Regions from separate parts of the Ovis aries genome. Here region 1 is linked to region 2. Evidence: chromatin contacts called from public Hi-C data. All regions are on one chromosome and are shown on one strand. The core of a region is the stretch at or near the end of the contact, and the rest is flanking DNA. Distances in the headings are between cores, read along the strand shown.

Evidence for each region. Hi-C and Micro-C count contacts between places; a contact is called where the count stands out from the background.
Region 1: a Hi-C map of liver shows a contact between it and region 2, with 6 times the contacts expected there. The contact joins the promoter of UBXN2B here to the promoter of BPNT2 in region 2. A contact is called at or near these places in 2 of 16 Hi-C or Micro-C datasets (liver and tail adipose tissue).

The regions. Positions count from the first base shown.
Region 1 is chr9:37,585,897-37,590,023 of ARS-UI_Ramb_v3.0, forward strand. It overlaps UBXN2B (UBX domain protein 2B), which reads left to right and starts at 2,069. Exons shown (of 7, transcript XM_042254234.1): 1 at 2,069-2,175. The coding sequence starts at 2,092.
Region 2 is chr9:36,890,927-36,894,745 of ARS-UI_Ramb_v3.0, forward strand. BPNT2 (3'(2'), 5'-bisphosphate nucleotidase 2) reads right to left here and starts at 1,998. Exons shown (of 5, transcript XM_004011964.5): 1 at 1,358-1,998. The coding sequence starts at 1,744.

The DNA of each region.
Region 1 (4,127 bases), core at 819-3,318, 700 kb after region 2:
CTATTATGAGTAAAGCTTCTATGAATATTTAGATACAAATATTTTCATCAACATATGTTTTCATTCCTCTTGGGTCAATACTTGGGAGGGTCAATGCTGGGTCTTAAGATAAGTGAATACTTAACTTTAGAAGAAACTATTTTCCAAAGTAGCTGCACCATTCTCCATTTCACCAGCATTGTAGGAGAGTTCCAGGCAGAAAGCCAGGACAAACATAGCTCATCTCGCTTGTTTCCCTTCTCTGGCACAGCACAGATCTGTACTGCCTGTAGTTCGGTGTCTGAAAATAATCGTTTCATTTATTTTGTCTAGTGTTTTCATTGTTGGGAGGGGAAGGCAAATCCAGTATCAGGAACACTGTCATGGCCAGAGACAAAGTCCACATGGGGAGCATCTTAAAAAATATGCCTGACTGGGCTCCCATACTAACTAAATCTGAGTTCCTGCATTGCGAATGGGAGGGGAATTCTCTGTGCATGAGCCTTGAGAATCATTGGCCCAGTGCATAATATTTGATCTTTTCACTAAGGCGAGACCCCTCAGCACCTGTCCTGCATCTCCAGACTAGATGGCAATCACATGCTCCAACCCCAACCATCTTTTATCATTTCTCCTAAGGTTCAGCCATGTGGTATTTTACCAGCATGAACATGGTATTTCAAACCCATGTCTTTCCCTGTGGTCCTTTTAGGTTCAAAGTTTATCAGGAGCACTTATCCTTCAAGACTGGGGCAAAATGCCATTGGCTTTATGGGATATAAGGAAGATCCAGGGATTTCTAGGGCAGAATGTTGTACTAATTGAAAAAGACGGTTGTACTTATTGGACAAGATGTTGGACGAGATGGTTGGATGGCATCACCGACTCAACGGACATGAGTTTGAGCAAACTCCTGGAGACAGTCAAGGACAGGGAAGCCTGGCATACTGCAGTCCGTGGGGTTGCAGAGTGCGACACGACAGAGCGGCTGAACAACAAATATTGTACTAAAAAGAACATTGGGATAACCAACAAATGCAAGGCTTATCCGCTACCACCATTCACAACAGGGTGAATTTAGTGGTTACTTGTCATCAGTTTTCCTCGGGTATAACACGGAATAACAATACTCACCTAGAGCAGTAGACAAGAGAACACAAAGAACGCACCCAGCACGGTGTACGCAGCAGGTGCGAACAGAATATTTCGCTTCACACCCATATTCCACTCCTAACATTTCCTGCAAAGTTTCACTGCAAATGGCATTTACTCTGTTTATATCTCTTTTCCTCCGCTAGACTGTGAGGTTTATAATGACCAGGACTACTTCCTTTTCACTTTTGTGTCTGGGGTCATAGAAAAAACCTGTGATAAGACAGGAGTTTGAACAAATAACAGATGAATAAAGAGAATTTAGGAGTCTCTAGCTGTAATCGCCGGAGAAGGCAATGGCACCCCCTTCCAGTACTCTTGCCTGGAAAATCCCATGGGCGGAGGAGCCTGGTGGGCTGCAGTCCATGGGGTCGCGAAGAGTCGGACAAGACTGAGTGACTTGAGTTTCACTTTTCACTTTCATGCACTGGAGAAGGAAATGGCAACCCACTCGTGTTCTTGCCCGGAGAATCCCAGGGACGGGGGAGCCTGGTTGGCTGCGGTCTATGGGGTCGCACAGAGTCGGACACGACTGACGCGACTTAGCAGCAGCAGCAGCAGCTCAATCGCAAAGAGAGTTTACGGGGTTCTTTCTCAACAACACTTCACGCTTTGGGGACGACGCGCCACCCAATCCTTGGCAGGGAAACGAGAGAATATGACCGAGATTGGAAAAGTAAGGTGGCACTTTCCATCAGATGAACTCTCCAGAAGTCATTGCCACCACTGGGTAAAGAAATCCGCAAGTCCGTGCTGCCCTTCTCAGAAGGGAAAACTCTGAGCCAACTTCCTTTAAGGAAAGGAGCAGTACCGGACAGGTGGGCGGGTGCCGGAAGAGGGGCGCGCGGGGGGGCGGGGGAGGCGGGGGCTCACAGGGACCGCCCCGCCCCGCCGTTGCCAGGCAACCGGCCCCGGAAGTCGCGGGAGGCGCGTCGGCGGCGGCGCCGGGAGCGGTGAAAGATGGCGGAGGGCGGCGGCGGAGAGGCGGGCGAGGAGGCGCCGAGGGCGGCGGGGCCGCGGCCCCCAAGCGCGCGGGACTTGCAGGTGCGGCGGGCGGTGCGGCTGGGGAATGTGTGGGGCCGTTCCGGTCGCGGTCGAGCTTCCTCAGACCCGCCCGGGGACCGAACTCGGACTCCGTGGGTCTCCCCCGGGCAGCACGCCGGGCAGGGGCGTCGGGAGAAACGAGTGTCGGCGCCCCGCGCTCTCAGGTGTCCCGGCGGCGTTTCCCCTCCACCCCTCTTGCCGTTTAAGAAGCATCTGTTGATTCCGAATGGCTTCTTTGAAGGGTCAGTTGAATGCTTCACTGGTTGACGCTCCGGTCAGACTTCTGCAGAAGGAAACTCTGAGGTGGCCGTGGGGAAGTCGAGTCACAGGGAAGCCGGTTTGGTCTTGTTTCTCTCGGATGCTGTTTCTGGCTTATTTAAATGTAACGGTTTGGTCTTGTTTCTCTCGGATGCTGTTTCTGGCTTATTTAAATGTAAAAATGGTTCCTTTTTAATCAGAGATTTTCCCTTTCAAAGTGAACTAAAAAGGTATTTCATCCTACGGCTCGCACCCTGGTCGGCTCGCACCCTGGTCGTAACTGCTATAGGGTAGAAAACATTGCATCTAAGAAACGGGGATGTAAAACTTTGTAATGTTACAGGACATTGACATTAATGGCCTCGATACCAGCGCCCCGAGTCTTGCTCTGCCAGGTGCTTCAGGCTACTCATTTCAGGGTGTTTTTTTTAACTGTCCCTTTGTAAGATGATTGATAAAATTCAAACAGTAAAGATCTCTGTGTGCTCAGTCGCGGTTTGCGACCCCATGGACTGTAGCCCGCCAGGCTCCTCTGTCCATGGGATTCTCCAGGCAAGAATACTGGAGTGGATTGCCATTTCCTTCTCCAGGGGATCTTCCCAACCCAGGGATCGAACCACCATCTCCTTCATTGGCAAGTGGATTTTTTTACCACTGAGCCACCTGGGAAACCCCAGATGCCTATGGGGACTATAATTAAACATGAATGTCACTCCATCTACAAGGCTTGGTAGAAAAGGTCTATTATAATTCTTTATTGTCACACCTTCATTCTGCTTCTTTAAACGAATGTATGTTGACCACCTGCCCTGTAATATACTACTAAGCTCTGGGAATGCAGAGATAAATAGTACATCAAATCCACAGTTGGTGCTGGAACACCGTGGAAGGGCCTAGAAGCGTGAAAGGCATTTCTACCCATTGTTTACCTAAATAAGATACACATGTATTTAACCTAACACTTTAAAGATGGAGGATGATTGAGTGCCAGGATAAGCAGTGCATACAGTGATGAATTTGGAGAATGGAGTAATCAGTGTCAGCTTAGGAAACGAACTCAGTGTATTGATAAAACATTTGCAGTATTTATGACTCAATTTAGTAGTGGTAAACAGAATCCAGGAGTAGGAAGGTTTCATCTCCCTGATCTTGTCTATTGAAGGCCAGCATCACTAAGACGCAGCATGTGCCCTTGGGGGAAAATGGTGTTCCTGGTCAGAACAACTTCAGCTTGCTTCTTGACCTTGGTGCTTAGTAGTTACCTGAGTGTAGGAGAAATGTCCTAACCTCTCGGATCCTGTGTCTTTATTCATAAACTCAGGATTGTTGATCACAGGTGTCAAGGATGAAATAAAGGAATGTCTATAAAGTGCCTCTTCAGTCCAGTATTACCCTGGCTCAGACTTGCTTACTAAATACTTGGTTCTTTTTCCCTTAAAGGAGAAAAATACTGTAACTTTCACTGGTTAGTCCATCTAATGCTATTAAGTTAAAACTATGTGACCTAATATCCTTTGTCTAATTTAAATCTATTTCTTCTTATGTGAAAAATGAGAATAGCTTGGTTAATGATCACCTCATACTTGTCAAATTTAGACTGAGTCCACTGGATTGATATGATTAATTGTTGGAAATGTTGTAGATATCGCTAGTTTTGAGAATGCCTTCCTTTCCACCATCAATTAGAAAATAAA
Region 2 (3,819 bases), core at 748-3,247:
CTAAAATAGTAATCAATCAATGATTACTATTACTGTTGTTATAACTGTTTACACCAACTTTTCTGAAACTCCTGTTTTCCCCACAAACTCTAAACACCATGTGCTTCTGATATGAAATGAAAAAGAAATTTTACAAGCACATCTTATATCAAGATGCAAACACAAGGTAAGTATCATTTGTGATGGTAAAGTGCCAAAGGACAAAAGAAAAACATGAAACATTCTGTTTTGTTAGAGAACTATCATGTCAATTACATCTGGTATGCAGCAGCTCATGATATGAAAGCCAAAGTTCCTTCCAGCTACAAAAAGAAAGTTTAAAAAGGAAAGGAAAAAAAGAAGAAGAAAGAAAGAAAAAGGAATAACAGGAAAGACTGGAGAGAGGGTTATACAAGATAATTCTACAATGACAATACTCTCTTACAAGAACAACAGTAAAAGGTCAGATCTTCCCCCAAAGCGGTGGTTTACATTTCACTGTTTATCTAATTAATGAAATTCAACTGCAAACAATTTTTCTTCCCCTTGCCAAAACCCACTGTTAGGTGAGTTAGGAAGTACACTCAGGAAGTACCACTACACTATGTGAGCTCTTCCTTTGGATTGTAATACATTTTTAAGTTTTATGCATTCAGCAGCAGCTGCCCTGAAATGATGAAGTTTAAAGGTATTAACAACAAATCCGAAATGTCTGGATTTCCCTAAGAAAATGTCAATTTCTTCCCCAAGAAACGTTCTTCAATTCTCATTCTTTGGAGTAAATATGGGCTAGAAGGGTGAAGTCAAGTTGCTGAGAATCATACTCCCAAACACTTCCTTGAAGGGCCCCTTAAATATATGCCATCAAGATGGTCCCGATGAGTCCACAGCTAAGGTAAACCGTGGTCACACCAGTCACAAATGCCCTGCATGCTAACAGCTCTGCAGCAAGTCAGACGTCTACAGTTCCAGGTCTTCAGCTGGCTCCTGACAGGTCCACCAGAAAACGTGTATCGACCCTTCCAACAACTAAACGCAATAAAGATAGAGGGCCTCGGTGATTCTAGCCAAAAGAGCCGGGGGCAGGGAGTGAAGTTAACTTTGTTAGCCTTCGAATATCAGGGATTCCAGACCCCAGAGCTCCAGATCCCCGGTGCCCAGAGGACGCGCACACCAGAGGAGGAGCCAGAAGGGCCGAGCCGACGACCCGCGACCTCCCCCAGCTCTTCCACCAACTCTTCAGTGTGACCTTGAATACCTCAACTTGTGCGTCTCCATCCCCAGATCCGCCCAATCGGAGCCAGAGCCCGACCGCCCCGGGCTGTCGGAGAGGTCCAGGCGTCCCGGCCCGCGCCCACCCGGCCCGCCCGGCGCCCACCTGCACGCTGGGGAAGGCGGTCTTGAGCAGGTAGAACATCTTGCGGTTGGACAACACGTCCCCACTGGTCATCTTGTCGTCCGCCCCTTCGCGCGTCTTCCCCTTGGACTTCTCGTGGAGGACGTTGCTCTCGCGTACGCGCCGCACCTCCTCGCCGCCGCGCACCGCCGCCAGCACCGACACGGCCAGCATCTCGCGCAGGTCCACCGTGCCCCCGTCGGCCGAGGCCGCGGGCCCCGCCGCCCCGCCGCCCGGCTCGCCGCCCAGGCCGAAGAGGCTGAAGCGGCCGGCCAGGAAGCCCGAGTAGAGGTGGTAGAGCACGCCGAGCCCCAGCAGGCAGAACACGGCCACCCCCAGCGGGGACAGGCGGATGCCCATAGGCGCCATGGCGGGAGGCCGGGCGCTCGGGGCGGTGGCCCTCACAGGCCTCCCCGCGCTCCCGAACCGGGCGCCGCGCGGTCTATACCGGCGCCAGCTCCCCGGAGCCCGCGCGCCCCATCGCTCCCTCCCGGGAAAGACCGAGCCGCGTGGAGAAACCCCCCGCGGCCGTTCCGAGGGCCCGACTCCCCCGGGACAGCTCACTCCCCTCTGCTTAGCCGGCCGGCGGGTCTAGCTTCCACGTTAGCCAACGGCCGCGAGGTGAAAGGGGAGCGTGGGTGTGTATCCGGGTTACGCGAGGTGGGGGGCGGGGGCGCGGGGCGGGGCGAGTCAGGCTCCTCCCTCGGGGGGCGGGGTGGCCGGCCGGGTGACTGGGAGGCGCTGGACCGCTCCGCCTGCGTTGCTCTGGTCCGTCGGCGGTGTTGGGTTTTCAAATCTGCGGGGATGTGGCGGAATTACTGCCCAAGCACAGAAGGATGCCGAGTGCCTTGTGGAAATTCAAATTAAATCTCTCCTTGAACGACACTGTATGGCCGAAATAGAGTCCTAGGGACAGTCTAAACTTCCCTGATTATTGAGGAAAAGGGGACACAACGAGGCGTTTAAAGTCTATGCCTTTTTCGTCGACGCGTGTGCAGACAGAGCCTGTAGCTTTAAATCGCCTCTCGGCGCTCTTACTGACAGAGCTGGGATTGGGCGGGAATTAGAGTAAGTTTATTTGACTTTATTCTGTTGGCACCCCTGTCTGAACGCATATGCATTTGTATTTGTCTGTATGTATAGATTTTCCCCTGTACCTTCACCTGCCAGAATGAGCCATCCTCTGTGCAAGTGAAGAACTTACCTTGGTTCTGGGCTTTCACTGTGTGAGAATACACTCCCGGCTTCCCTCATTGCCAAGTCCACTTTACCCACACCTTCCTCCCAAAGGCTGAGAGGGGAGAGAAATTGCCTGCGAGACTCCACTTGATGTAAAGATTGTCCCAGGACGGTCAGTCTATAATATGTAATCTTTGAATCAATGTAAGCCCTTTATATGTACTTACAGAAGCGTTTAAAAGGAGTGACTGCCTTCTGCTATGCTAGAGGTTTTAGCCATAAAAACAAGTGTTCACTAAATTTAAATAAGTATTATAATAAGCGTTAATGTTTATCTTCCATCCTAACAGTGAACATTAACGTCAGCAGTATTACTATAAATGTTAGAATATTTATTTAAAATCAACTTAAAATGTAGCCGGTTTTACTGTTTATAGCCAAAACTCATTGGGTTTAAATGAGCTTGAATATTAACGACCTTAAAAACCGCAGGTATACAGGATGAATTATGAACATCAGTTGCTGGGCAAGTCATTAGAGACAGGCAGACTTTTTCACTTCCTTAGAGTTTAGGGTATCTATAGAATTTGCATGTGGTTAACGCAGATACAATAAAGGAAGACCATAGATTGGTTTCCTTGCTTAAAAATAATCACAGCACAAAATAAGGTACAAATACAAATCAGTGTAGTAACAGCCCCTGGAGTGCTGACAGCACGAAATCTCAAGGAACTGGCACTGTCCTGGTCAGCTTTGGAGAGCAACTTCACAATTAAGCAAAGCTGCTTTCCAAAGAAATCTGAAAGGGAAGGTCACAGGGTAAATATGGTTACCAAATCCAGGGATAAATACAAAGACTAGGCTTGAAGTGAAGGCTTAATTAACTTCAACAGAACCATCCCATGAGATCAGCAAAAGATAGGAGTTGGCCGTAGTTATGAAATATTAAAAGCATTGTGGTAAAGTCTGGCTGAGGTTTGTAAAAATAATCAGCAGTATATTCCAAGGATATTGGAAAGCAATATTGGGCTATGCTCACTGGCATTATACAAAGCCTCAGTGAGACACAGAGAGAGTTACTAAAAGCTCTGAGGCATTTATACTGCAGGAAGGGTGTTTAAGAATTGAGACAGAAGATGCCAAGGCACTTGCACAGAATGAGACTATGTTTAAAGATCATAGTTCCAAGTGTTCTAGTATTCAGGTGACAATCTATAACAGCTAATAGGTATTGATAAACGGTAGCATGTAATCATTAAGAGAAA